Linked DNA regions of Mus musculus: all the other regions are linked to region 3. A link is a contact called in public HiChIP or PLAC-seq data. All regions are on one chromosome and are shown on one strand. The core of a region is the stretch at or near the end of the contact, and the rest is flanking DNA. Distances in the headings are between cores, read along the strand shown.

The links. HiChIP or PLAC-seq counts read pairs in DNA pulled down with a chosen protein or histone mark.
Region 1: a CTCF HiChIP or PLAC-seq map of the NIH/3T3 cell line shows a contact between it and region 3, with 5 read pairs. The contact joins the promoter of Ccn4 here to the enhancer-like site in region 3. A contact is called at or near these places in 2 of 39 promoter capture datasets (embryonic stem cells and hippocampal neurons) and 2 of 15 datasets of contacts at CTCF or cohesin (the NIH/3T3 cell line and large pre-B cells).
Region 2: a contact with region 3 is called in a FOXA1 HiChIP or PLAC-seq map of pancreatic cancer cells. The contact joins two enhancer-like sites. A contact is called at or near these places in 2 of 484 Hi-C or Micro-C datasets (bone marrow-derived macrophages and pancreatic cancer cells) and 3 of 115 datasets of contacts at active chromatin or transcription factors (embryonic fibroblasts, extraembryonic endoderm stem cells and pancreatic cancer cells).

The regions. Positions count from the first base shown.
Region 1 is chr15:66,889,371-66,893,961 of GRCm38.p6, reverse strand. It overlaps Ccn4 (cellular communication network factor 4), which reads right to left and starts at 2,593. Exons shown (of 5, transcript NM_018865.3): 1 at 2,328-2,593. The coding sequence starts at 2,396. It overlaps Gm46514 (a long non-coding RNA gene), which reads left to right and starts at 2,631. Exons shown (of 3, transcript XR_001781648.2): 1 at 2,631-2,702.
Region 2 is chr15:67,144,201-67,148,285 of GRCm38.p6, reverse strand. All of the region lies in intron 2 of St3gal1 (ST3 beta-galactoside alpha-2,3-sialyltransferase 1), which reads left to right. Among named protein-coding and RNA genes, the nearest start is that of Gm31400, 24 kb to the left of the region's middle. Within about 2 kb of position 1,740, at least 170 of the 459 cell types and tissues checked have an H3K27ac peak or open chromatin away from gene starts, as enhancers often do. A contact at or near this core is called in pancreatic cancer cells, where this site is marked.
Region 3 is chr15:68,164,128-68,168,142 of GRCm38.p6, reverse strand. Zfat (zinc finger and AT hook domain containing) reads left to right here. Exons shown (of 16, transcript NM_001145888.1): 10 at 2,217-2,390. Among named protein-coding and RNA genes, the nearest start is that of Zfat, 93 kb to the left of the region's middle. Within about 2 kb of position 1,927, at least 79 of the 459 cell types and tissues checked have an H3K27ac peak or open chromatin away from gene starts, as enhancers often do. A contact at or near this core is called in the NIH/3T3 cell line and pancreatic cancer cells, where this site is marked.

The sequences.
Region 1 (4,591 bases), core at 1,344-3,843, 1.3 Mb after region 3:
GAAGACATTGGCTGGTCCCTCTCTTATCTCTCATTTGAACACATGGGTGGATGTCTCCAACTTGCAAGTGTTTTTAGGGTCCAGCCTGTTTCTATACAAGGATTTAGAGTAGTAGAAAGCTGCCACTTAAGTTCAAATGTCATTAGCTGTGTGGCCTTGGGTAATTTATCTAACCTCTCTGAGCATCAGTGAATGTTGGTTGTTCTCAGGCAAGGATTCTATCTCTGCATAGACATGACACATGGGTGGGTATTGCCATGTACATTGTCCTTGGGATGGCTCACGTACTCTCCCCTTTCACTTAGCAGGTGGGCCCTCACCACTTGTCCAAGAAAAAGAAAAGAGATAAAACAAGCTGTTCTTCACACAGAGCGTCAACCACAACACTGTCATAGGTACCAGGCTTTGCATCTGAGCCCAGAATCTGCCTCCCTCCCCCACTTTGAACATCCCCCTCCCCAGCTGGCCTCCTGCTTTTTGCCAACAGCCCATTTAGCTACATGCACACCAGACAGCGTCTCCCCTCCCAGCCTACTTCCTCAAAGTCTTCTTGGCAGTGCTCACTTCCCACATACTTTTCCTTCCGTATGGCCAATGCACATCATTCTTTCCATGGGGCCCCCCTGCCCCTTGCTGGATTTGAACTCCCTGTCTGTATTAGTTCTGGAGGATGCCATGTGTGGAATTCGGTTACAAAGCCGGGCTCTGACTTCTGGGCACAGCCCAGCTCTGTACCATCAGAGGTACTGTGTCAGTGGATGGGGGTTTCGAGGGCATCCTGGAAAACAAGATGCTGGGAGACTCCTAAGAGTACAGGGTGGGCAGTCTGGGAGCTTCTGGGGACACACTCCTTACTGATGCTGCTAGGTCCCTCTGGACTCCAGGTCTCTTTACTGAGACCCCCTAAAAAGCCCTGACTCTGTTCCCCACCATCCCTCAGTCCTGGCTGTTCCAGCAGCAGGCTCAAGTGCAAGACTCTGGCTCCAGTGCAAGACTCGCCTTGAATTTCCCCTCTTGTGCCCTCACTCTGATGCTGGCTCCCCTGTCACCAATTCTCCATCCACACCCTGCCCTCCCAGGCCCAGCCACCTGTAGGCTTGTACCCAGTCACAACCAGTCCCAAGGCAGAGGCAGGCCTGCTTGCTTAACTTCCTGGACTCTAGGCTTAGGGAACGTTGGGACGGCTGAGTGCTGAAAGTGTGCCACAAGAGATGCCAGTGTGACCCAGGCCACTTGCTCATTCCGACCCTGGGCCATTCATTTGCTTCTGGTCATCCTTTGTGAATAGAGCTGGTAATCTTTCTTGTCGTAGGGTTAGATGCTATCATGAACAAGCATCGTGCACAGGCTAGAGGACTTGGGTACAAATTGCACATGTTCATTGTCTCCACGTAACACCTCAAGGTGCCTGTTACCCAGTCCCAGACATGTCTAGTTCTGAGCTTCAGTGGAAATGGACTGAGTTCCTGTGCTCACAGGCAGATTGCTGTACCGTAACTCCAAGTCTCCTGGAATACGCATGTTAGCACCCCAAAGAAGTTCTTGGTATAACTCAGTGTCAGTGTCAGCCTTTGTCTTTGGCCCTCATGTGGCAACCTCAGACTCAGCAGCTGCCCAGCAGCTCACCCTGCTGCTGGAAGCTGCCTCCCTTCTGTTCAGCTGCCCACATCACTCACTGCCCCTAGCAGCTTGCCCTCTTGCCCAGCCACCCCCGGCTTTGCTCCAGCAGGCTTCCCTGCTTTGCCACGTGTCTCCTTCCCTGTCTCTGGAAGGTGCAAACTGATGTCCCTCTCTCCAGGACCCAGATGCCTTCTGGAAATGGCAGGACAGGAACAGACCATGGAGGGTCACAAGGTGCTCATGGTGGTAAACCCAAACCTTGCTTGCTTGGTGGAGATTTGCTAAAAGCTGGCGTGCTCCTTCACATCTTGTCCTGGGGTTTCTTAGCACCTCTCTTTGGGGGACCTCAGATGCTCCGAGTCCTGGAGTTTTTAAACTGGTAGGCTCTGGATGTTCTTAGCAACCCCTCATTTTATGCTGCTTTGAATTCGTGAGTGACCCACCCAAGATCACAGGGCCAGTCCAGGGTGCAGATCCCCAGGCCCTTATTTTGTTGTATATTGTCTGTGAATATAGGAAACAGGGTGTCTCTCTCAAGGGATGCGCCTTCTGCCCCACTCCACCACCTTCTTCAGACTCAAGAATCTCTCTCCTCCCGCTGTTCATTATTCCAACCCACCTTGTCTTGACCCCCCAGTCCCTCGGGCCTCAGAACCAGGCAGGAAGGGATCAGGTCCCCTCACTGATCCCTTCTAAGCAGGACTCACCGTGGCCAGGATGTTGCCCACCCTCAGGACTGCCACGGCTGCCAGCGTCCAGGGCAGGAGCCACCTCATGCCTGGAAGTCAGCGTCACAGGAGCTACGGCTCAGCCCAGAGGATGCGGATGCCTCTCCAGGGAGCTGGGCCAGGACTGGGCTGGCCCATCAGAGCAGCGGAGAGCCTTCCTCAGCCCCCGGGGGCGTTTGTCAAAGCGACATCTGACGTCAGGCCAACAGACTAGCCCTGCATTTTCCTCTAAAAAAACTTTTTCTGCTACTCTCCCCCTCTCTCTTTTTCTTTCCTCTGTCCCCACCTCCAGCCCAGCTTGGCCAGCCTCCCCGCTCTGACAGCTCTTAAAGGGAAAGTCCCAGACTCCACAGGGTAAGGTGAATGAATTCTCACCCAGCATCCTCCACGCTCTAGGAGGGCTCAGGCTCTCCGGACAGGAGGGAGGAAACAGAAGGGTGCGGGCTGGAGGTAGGGAAGGTAGAGGCATTGTGAGGACTTTGAGAGGGCTCTGGGGATGGGGGTGGGGTGGGAGGACTTGCATCTCACTTAGCTCTTCCCTGTGCTAGCCTTTCTTCACTGTCTCCCCACCTCTGAGTCAGAGGCAAGCAAAAAAGGTTCTTATTCCAGCCAGAAATGACAAGAATTTATCACTGACACGCCTGGAGGTGCGATCTGTCAGCAGGGTCTGCCCTGCTCCTCAAGGCCATACCCACTGGTTCAGTTCCTCTCCCAGCCAGGCTGCTCTGCCAGGGATCCTCAGTCCATTAGCCTGTCTTCAGTGTCTTTGAATATTTTTTATTCTTGGAAGGACAGAACTCCTGGCCTTGGTTCTTTCCAGACCCTAGTCAAAGAAATCTCAAGTTTGCATAACAAAGAGATGGCAGGGTGGGGGTGTGTGGGGGTGGGAGTTGGGGGGTTTGGGGGATGGGGAGGAATCTTTTGAGGACCCAGATCTATAGCCTCTGCATCTTCTCAAGGGTGCTGTTCAGTCTCCTGTCTCAGATTCCCCTGTTCCCTTGCTCTCCTGTTCCTGCATCTCAGAAAAACCAGAGTGGTTCTCAGCCTGGCATTATGGACAATGAAGGTCATCTCCTAGGTACTGCCAGCCAGTGCCTGTCCTATGTTCTTCTCTTCGTCCAGACTCCATGGCACCTGCTCACTGCTGCCTGTCCCCTACCAAGTATGAAGTTTTCCTTCTGTGCACAAACCACTCCCCTCTCGTGTTTCCTGGTAGCTCAGTGTTGCTGCTTGTTTGGGGGATGCTGTCTGTTTGGAGCTGCAGTGGCTGTACCCACTGAAATCATTTTATTCCCCTCTCGGTCCACCCTCTGACTACCACACATCCCATACCTCCTTCCTGCCCCCCCCCATCTCCATGAGGATGTCTCCACCCCCTACCCCCACTCCACCAGACCTCTAAATTCCCTGGGGCCTCCAGTCTCTTGAGGGGTTAGTTGCATCTTCTCTGATTAAATCCAGACCCAGCAGTCCTCTGCTTTATATTTGTTGGGGGCTTCATATCAGCTGGTGCATGCTGCCTGGTTGGTGGTCCAGTAACTGAGAGATCTAGGGGATCCACATGAATTGAGGCTGTTTGGGGACCTCATTTCTTGAGAGAGAGAGGGGCGAGGGGGAGAGGAAGAGGGAGAGGGAGAGGGGGAGGGGGAGGGAGGGAGAGAGAGAGAGAGAGAGGTAGAGAGAGAGAGAGAGAGAGAGAGAGAGAGAGAGAGAGAGAGAGATTCATGTGATGGCTGGAACTGAAGCAGCCATTTTGGTATAAGAACAAGCCCCTGAGACTGATGAAAAGATCTGGGTTCCTGGGAGTTTATCTTCTTATTGAACCAAATATGAAATGAATCAGCAACTCATGGCCTTAGTCATAGCTATTTGGATATTTTGTTCTTTGGAGCCAATCCATATTAACTGATGTTTGAGTACCTAAGGGAATTATATATGCAAAATGCAAAACCAGGCAGGGATGTGGAACCAGGAGACTAACCACCTCAACAGCTTGTCGTTTTTTTCTGCTCATTAACTCTTCAATTGGTTCTGTAGCTGGAACATGGCAAAGCCAGCATGCTAGCAGGTAACATTAAAGAAGTTTCCCCAAATACTGGGACCAGTGAATCATTTACGGCCACTTGGCAGAAAGCAGGCATAGACACGTACCCTTCAGCTGGGGTGACTGGCAGGCACATGTCTCTGGCAACTTCTCAACAGTTGTTCTTTAAAAACAAACAAACACTTAAACGATCTATCTT
Region 2 (4,085 bases), core at 491-2,990, 1.0 Mb after region 3:
TTAGGTCAGAGACAGGGATAGTTGATTATTAGTTATTAAGAAGACTTAAAAATAATCTGTAATGATTGTTTATGAGTCAGGGTCTTATATAGGCAAGCTGGCCTTGAACTTGCTATGTAGCTAAGGATAACCTTGAACTTCTGTTCTTCCTGCCTCTACTTCCCCAGTGCTGAGGTTACAGGTGGACAACACCATGCACCACTTCTACAGTGCTAGGGATTGAAGCCAGCATAGGCTAAGAAAGCACCCTACCAACTGAGCTACACCCCCAGCCTGGGGCTGTAATGTTTTCTCTCTGTCTACAACAGTTCAGCTACCCACAATTACTGAGCACTAGTCAATCTGCTAAATCTTCAACATAGGTGTGGCGTGTGTGTGTGTGTGTGTGTGTGTGTGTGTGTGTGTGTGTCTGTGTGTGTGTGTGTGTGTGTGTGTGTGTGTGTGTACTTGAGTTCACAACAAAAGGGTGGCTGTAGGGAAGGATAGAGATATGATGTCATAGCTCTTATGGCCACTCCAAAGGAAAGCCTGCTGTGCCTCAGGGACTTCATGCCCCTGTGGTTTGCGTATGTTCTTCCTTGCTGGAACAGCTCATTCTTTGCCTCATCATGAGTCAATTGTCATCTCTTCTTCAAAACTCATGCATGCACATGTCCTGTCTTCTGGGAATCACCCCTTTCCATATCCATTTTTACCCCAGTCTTCAACCAGGCTGTCTCCTTTGACATCTCCTACCCAACCTCCCCACTGCGTGTTATTGTCACCCTGGCCAGTCCTAAATAGCCCTGTGCTATTTAAAGAAGCAGGGCTGGTATTTCCTCTTTCCTTTGTGAGCCCCTGCCTGCACTGAGTGCAGTTTTTCCTTTCCAGCACCAAGGAAGGTGATGGACCAGGCAAGTCTAGGCATTCCCAATGCACTAGAAAATGTACTCCAATGCCAGGCTGTTCCCCACTGCTCTCAGAATCACAGGCTGGCCCACCGGCTCCATCAATAAACACAAAACTCAGAGTGCAGCTAGCTGAGTGGGTGGGGGTCAGGCAGGACTCCTGGGAATCTGTCTTTCCTCTTCAGCCTCCTCAGGTCCCTGCCACCCTGGACACCACCTCAGATCTAGTTTTAAGCCAATGGAAACCAAAGATCCTCTATCTGTGGCCTTGAGGTGTTTTGACTTTGGGAACTTTTCCTCTTTCTCGATACTGGCCCAAATAGCTACTACTTACATTCCTACATGCTTCCACTTTACTAAGCAAGCACACCCAAATAGTTTTCAGCCCTTTCTGAAATCAATGGCTGGGTGAGGAGGAGGAAGGGGAAGGGGAGGGTAACAGAGCCAGCCTGCCTGAGATCCATTTGGCAAGCCTTTGTGTTACATCCCACAGCTCGTCCAAGAGGCTGTTCGGGGAAGACACGTCACTATGTTGCTCAATGGTTTTTGTGTAAACACTTTTTCTAAGCACTGAAATTACCCTCTGTGCTGAGAGTAATGGCGATCGGGAAAAAAAGCAGGAAAAGGACCTTTAAGTTAAGGCTGGTGACGCAAACTTGCTTTTGCTTTTTGTCCTTTAGAACAGAATCACCCTCCTGCACTTAGCAGTCTCTGCAGATGGGCAGTGTACTCAATAGGGCCTCTACGGGTCAGACTCTGTCTCTCCCCATCCCCCTTCAATCCTATGCTTGAGTCAAGGAGAGTCACTCTAAAAGTGTTCCTGGAATCACCTTGAAAAATCATTGCACTGCATGGTGGTTGTGTAATATTCTAGCAAACAACAGTAGAACTTGGAAGTTTCCATCCCTCTATTGCTGCGTACTTGTGTGTCATGCACATCAATACATATGATCACGCTGGTTACTGTTACCAGCCCTGTGATGTTGTGAGCATTTTCCTTCGTTTGTACTATGTCCCGGGGATGCATTCCCAGGACCAGTGGAACTGCTTTCAGAATTTCTCCCACCTGTTTGCAATTGTGACCTTGCTGGGGAAGGAAGCCAGGAAGATTGGGAACAGAAGCTGGAAGATGATCACAAGAGGCTGGGAGAGGGACAGGGAAGAAAAACCCAAGAAGATCCCACAGCACTGTGAGATCGTGTAACAGGCAAGTGGATCTTTTTTCTTCGGGGCTCAGTATCCAGGTCATGGAGGAACAGGAGCAAGGAGATGTCAAACAAAGAAGAGGCAGGGCATGGAGTCAAGGGAGTTTGTTTCTGATAGAACGAGAACCTGTTCTCCAATCTTGCATTCCTCAGGGGCTAGCATGTGGGTGGGACAGGATGTTTGCTAGCAGTTAATGAGCTACACTGGACTGTGACCCACTTCGGGTCATCTTGGGTTGTTGATAATCTACAGGATTATTGCAACAAGCGTGGCTCGTGGGTGCTTGCTCCAAATGTCTGCCGAGCCTGCGGGTCATTTGTACCTGGTGGTGGTACTTCAGGGCTCCAAGAAATTGAGAATGCCTATGGGCCATGAGAGGTGGAATGCCCACATCCCTTTTGAATTCAGGGGCTTCCAAGATTCCAGCATCTGGTGGAATCCAAATAGCTTTGGCTCTTCTAAATGTCCTGAAGTCCAGAAGAACTTCCTAGCATAAGCCACACTTCATCAGCTACCCATGACTTAGATGTGAGAATGAGCCAGGGAAGGGAGGGTCATACACACACACACACACACACACACACACACACACACAGAGAGAGAGAGAGAGTGCCCCAGGGATGGGTTTGCATGTGGCAGGAAAGGCATCTTCGGGGAAATTCCTCACCCAGCTGCAATGTACACACCCAGCTGCTGAAGTTTTTCCTATGCCTCACTTCCTTTTTCTATAAACTGACATAACAAGACCTACATGAAGGATGATTTTAAGAGTTAACAAGTTAATAGAATAAAACTCCAAGGGGCAAGTAGATCAGAAAGGCTACAGAACATGCATGTGTGCATGTATTTCTATACACATATTCACCTTGTATGCATGCATAGATGTGCATGTACTTACTTCATTCATGTGATGCATATATGTATGTCCACAAAAGCACTGGGTCATATGCACTGCATTTTACCATTGTGTTATGTGTATCATATGCATTTATAAATACATTAAATGTCCTGTGCACATACTAAAGCCATTTTAAACAAACCCCACTGGTCACTCCAGCAATTCACTTGCTTCTTATTTCTGAGACTTAGAGTATTTAGTAACCAGTTCCTCCTGCCTCTGTACCCAGATTGAGAGACACAGGGGGACAGAACCACCAGTATGTTCCGAGGTACAAAATGTACAGAATGTAATTGCAAAGGTGGGGTACACATGAGTGACCAGCTGCTAAGAGCCACCTGCTCTCCTCTGATTTCCTGAAGTCCCTCTTTAGGCTGGTGACAGCTGTGAGTTTGTCTCCTGCATTGTGCTGCTGTTTCTGCAGCACCAGGATACCTAGAAATCAACTCAGGAAACCCCAGGTCCAGCCCAGAGCCCACGGAGTCTCAGCTAGGAACATTTTCCCTCAGGACTCTCTGCCTGAATGCCCAGAGTGTGAGCTGAACCAAGGTGCAAGTGTCTCTACCCATGAGACTCTTTAGGACCTGACACCAATCTGGCCTTCCTGTTCAGACATAGCTGCACCTTGGGAGGAGGAAGGGAGTTCCCCAGACACCATTGCAGAGATCCTGAAGTGACAGTTGCCTGAAGACATACTATGAATGCCTGTGCTGGAGTGCCTGCCCCCTATATTTATTCAAAAATTCAGCTAACAGTAGGCAGTTCTGACTTTTATAAACCCCAACATAATTCTGGTGCAGCTCCACACTCTCAGCCCCTAGGGCCCTTCCCAAGGACAGTCCCCTCAGGGACTTTTGTTTCCTTGTCCCCAGATGCATCTCTGTCTCCATCATGAGAACCGGTTATGTTCTATCTAACCAGCTGCTATCTGCCTGTCAGATTCCCCCTGTAGATGCTAGATCCTACAAGTTCTGTCTCAGAAAATATGGCCCAGGCCCACTCCACCAATATCCCCTGCCCCTCTGTGGCCAGAGAGACATAGAAAACCATTCTCAAGTGGCCTATTTCTAGCAGCTTGAGAGCCTATGAGTTTC
Region 3 (4,015 bases), core at 678-3,177:
CTAGGAGTCAAGGGTCTTCTGTCATCGACCTCATTCCTTGCCGCTAGAGGAGAATGTTGCCCTCCTCAGAATGAGGAAGGTGCAAGTGGCAAAGTGCCCTGCTAGTCCTGCGTAATAGTTCCTTCCTGCTTGTCGGGAGCTTGACCACTATAGGCAGGACTGTAGGGTCAGAGGAAGATGGATGGCCAAGTATTTTGCATAACATACTATCAGTGGCAGGGCTCAGGGGAGGAGCTGATGGGCAGAGAGTCAGTGAAGAGAGGAGGCAGTGGACCTGAGGTGCAGTGCTGGAACTGAAAGGTGCTTTCTTGTGTGCCAGCACTTAGTAAGCACTGTGGGCCCAGTGTGTACTTTCGGCTTGCTCATGGTACGCTAGTTAGTGCATTCAGGGACTAGCAAGCCAGGTTAGTTTTACCAGTGAGGAACACGAGGCACAGAACGCTATGAAATGCTCGTGTTGTACAGCCAAAAAGTAGTGGGAACTGGGATTTGGACCCATGCTACATGATTCTAAAGCCCTGTTCTTTACATCTTTACTGACTCGCACTAAGAGAAAGCGATACCTCCCATGTGGAGGCAAGAAAGGAGGAGTTGACAGTGGTGACGAGATGAATACCTATATGTCATTTTCTGAGGGCACTGAAGGAAGTCATTGCTAGGAGTTTTCTCAGTAGAGAAGGAGGCAGAAGCCTTTGTGTGGAGATTGGTTTAGGATGGTGCTCAGGGGAGTCGTCTGGGAGTGGTCAGAGACAGACCACGAACCTGACGCTGATGCAAATCCAGGGAGATGGCAGCCTGAGGATTATAAATCTGTTCCCCTGGGGGATAATGCTTGCATGGCAGACAGAGGTCTGGAGTGGGAGAGCGTGGTTCAGTCTTTCCTTTCTTTGTATGTGACGCAGGATGGGACAAATATTCCATCTTCTGGTCACTTTTCCATGAAACACAATTATAAACTGCCTTGAGATTTGCTGCAGGCATCAGTGAGATGGTCTCCTACATTCCTCAGAAGAAGACCCTGTGTATGTCCAGGCTTAATGTATAGCCAACACTATGCATTCAAGGACACGGGGTGTCAGTATTCCATACCAGGCTTAATGTATAGCCAACACTATGCATTCACAGGACACGGGTGTCAGTATTCCACATTGAACTTCTGGAAGAAATCTCTCAATTTGAAAACCTTCTGAATTCTGAGAAAGGTTTAGGAAACGAAAGGCTGCAGTTTTAGGATGGAGTGTTCATGGCCTGCTCTTTTTCACTTGTCTATGAATTTCTTTATAATGATGGAACTGTAAAGGATAAAGAAAAGCCTACTTACCCACATTACATTATTCGCGAGTCTTTGGAGCTAATCACTGCAATTGCACTGTAAGTATTCTTTCTCCCAGCTCACTCCCAAAATAAAACATGGAAAAAGAGCAGCAGTAGGCAAATGCAAAAGATAAGCATGAAGACTAACAAGAAGGGGCAACATAAGATAAGTCTGGGGACTCTCCATAGTCATAGGTGTTGATCACACGTGAGGAACTTCATTCACACGGTGGGCAGGTGCTCAGAGAGTCTAACAGTTCAAAGAGGTCAAGAAATGCATTTGAGATGAACCACGACAGCAGTTCTCACACTGGCTGGGTGGGGGAAAGCAATACAAGTGGAGTAGGCACAATAGCTTGGGAATAGTTACATGTGAGTCATGCAGAATGTCCAGTGTTTTGTGCTTCTGTTTATGTTATGAATGGGAATATTCTTCCAGACTTGACCTGAGTGCCTGATCCTATTGATTTTTGCAAAGAATGACGTGGCCTATAATTTTATTTAGTTTAACTCAGTTGAGTTGGATTTAATGACTGCTTTGTAAGTTGGGCAGGGTGTCTGTCTTCAGGGAGTTACCAGACTGTAGGGAGAGCAGAGGTGATCAAATCACTGTGGTATGCAAGAGCATTTTGGCAGGAGGGAGCTGTAGGATTACAGAATGCTGATAGGCAGCTAGAACTGTCCTGAAGCCGAGGCTTGGGAACCCTGACTTCTGCGGTATTTCTGTAAGGCGGAACAAGATGAGGTCGGCCAGACATGAGGTGTGCGGACACGTTGGGAGTAAGCAAGTATACTGCTCTGTTCAGTTGGATGTTTTATATGGTGTGAACTGTTCTTTGGGATCCCCACCCATGTTTGCACAGACACGTGTAAATGTACAGCTATCCATTTCTCGTTGGTAGGTGTGAAGCCCTTCAAGTGTTCTCTGTGTGAATATGCAACTCGTAGCAAGAGCAACCTCAAAGCTCATATGAATCGTCACAGCACTGAGAAGACCCACCTCTGTGACATGTGTGGCAAGAAATTCAAATCCAAAGGGACACTGAAAAGTCATAAGCTCCTTCACACGTCTGATGGTGAGTTCCCAAGCTCCAGTGGCCTGTAAGTGCAAGGCTGGAAGCTGGCATGCCAAGGCCAGCAGAGACTGTCCGATCCCGGGTAACAGGAAAACACTAGACTTCACAGGATGTACAATCTGAAAGTGCACGTGGTCCTAGCCTGTCTTTCTTCTCACCAGGGCTAAGCACTGTCTCCCTTCAACATGCTCTGCATAAACCCCTGTGGGATACGTGAGCATGTGTCATAAGCAGGGAGAGGTAGACTGCTGGAGGAAGTAAGATGTTAATGTTTGGTTCTGGAAGTTTCTGTCCTCTTTAGCCTTCCATCTCACCTTGAGCCTGATTGTAAGGATAGCTGTGCTGGCACCTGGCCTGATGTTTTTAACATCAAAGCTACCTCAGGGTTTTTACTGATAGGGCTTAGCCTGAAATGTAATCAGTATGAATTCCTGTGGTTGTGAGCTGTGAAGGTGGGTTCTGGGCGCAACAAGGCCATAAGGATCAGTTCCTGTTTCTAGGTGGGATAACAAAGAGCAGGTATGTATTTGAAGGTAAGTGTCTGATTATGGAGAGCTCAGAAGCCTAAGGGTCAAGGCTCAGGCACAGAGCGTTCATAACACTTTCTGATATGGGCTTCACAGAGGAAAGACATTGAGAAACACAGGTAGCCAAACCATACTAGAAAAAGTTTTGATTTAATTAGAAACCTCAGTTGGTGGGAGGTACTTGTGACTGCTCCATGTTACAAGGTTAATAAAATTTCTTAATATATGGTTCTTGCAGCGTAATTAGACATAAGAATTAGGGCTTAGTGAACAGATTAATGTAAGTTCCATGCTGATTCCAATTCTGGAGCTTAGGAGATGATGTGTCTATCATATCTGGCCTCTGTTGGGTATCTGTCCTGGGAGTCAGCCCTGCTGGGTGTGTGCTAGCTGCTTCCTTGGCAAGAGTCAGACTGAGCTTGCGGCCCTTAGTGGGAAAGGCTGAATTCTTGGTTATGATTCCTCGGAACTACAGTCAGGGACTTGGGGGGTGTTGAACCAAGGCCACAGCCATGGCTATTGATCAGTACTTTCTTTAAAAAGAAAAACGCCATAATCAAGATGAAACCCATGCAGGGTTGGGTGTGCTCAGTGGTAGAGTACTTGCCTTGCCTGGATGAGACTTTAGGTTCAATCACTAAGCAGACAAAGAGATAAACTAAGTAATATAGGCCATCACCTAGGGATAACGAAAGCTTTTGTGTCGTGTAACTAGTTAGGACGGCTTCACTTTCTCAGACAGTGGCCTTGCTGATCTTGCATTCCCTGAGTCTTTTTGCAGGAGCTGTGTTCCTGCATGTATGTGGTAGCCTGTTTCTCCCTAAAGTCTGTACTCGTGAATGCCATCAAGCCCCAAAGCCACGGTCGTCTCAGTGTCTCCTGAGTTGTGGTAACATCATTCAAGGAGACTTTGAAAGGGTACAGTGATCTGAAGTTTGACTCTGAAGTCTGGGTCAAGGCCATGGAAAGCCATCTACTCAGACAGACCCTGGATAGCACCTTTGCACATGGAGGGACGGGATCATTAAGAGTGGTGTGGTTAAAAAGAGGAATATGGCCTTCCTGCAAGGGAATAGCCTGGCAAATATGGTGGAGTCT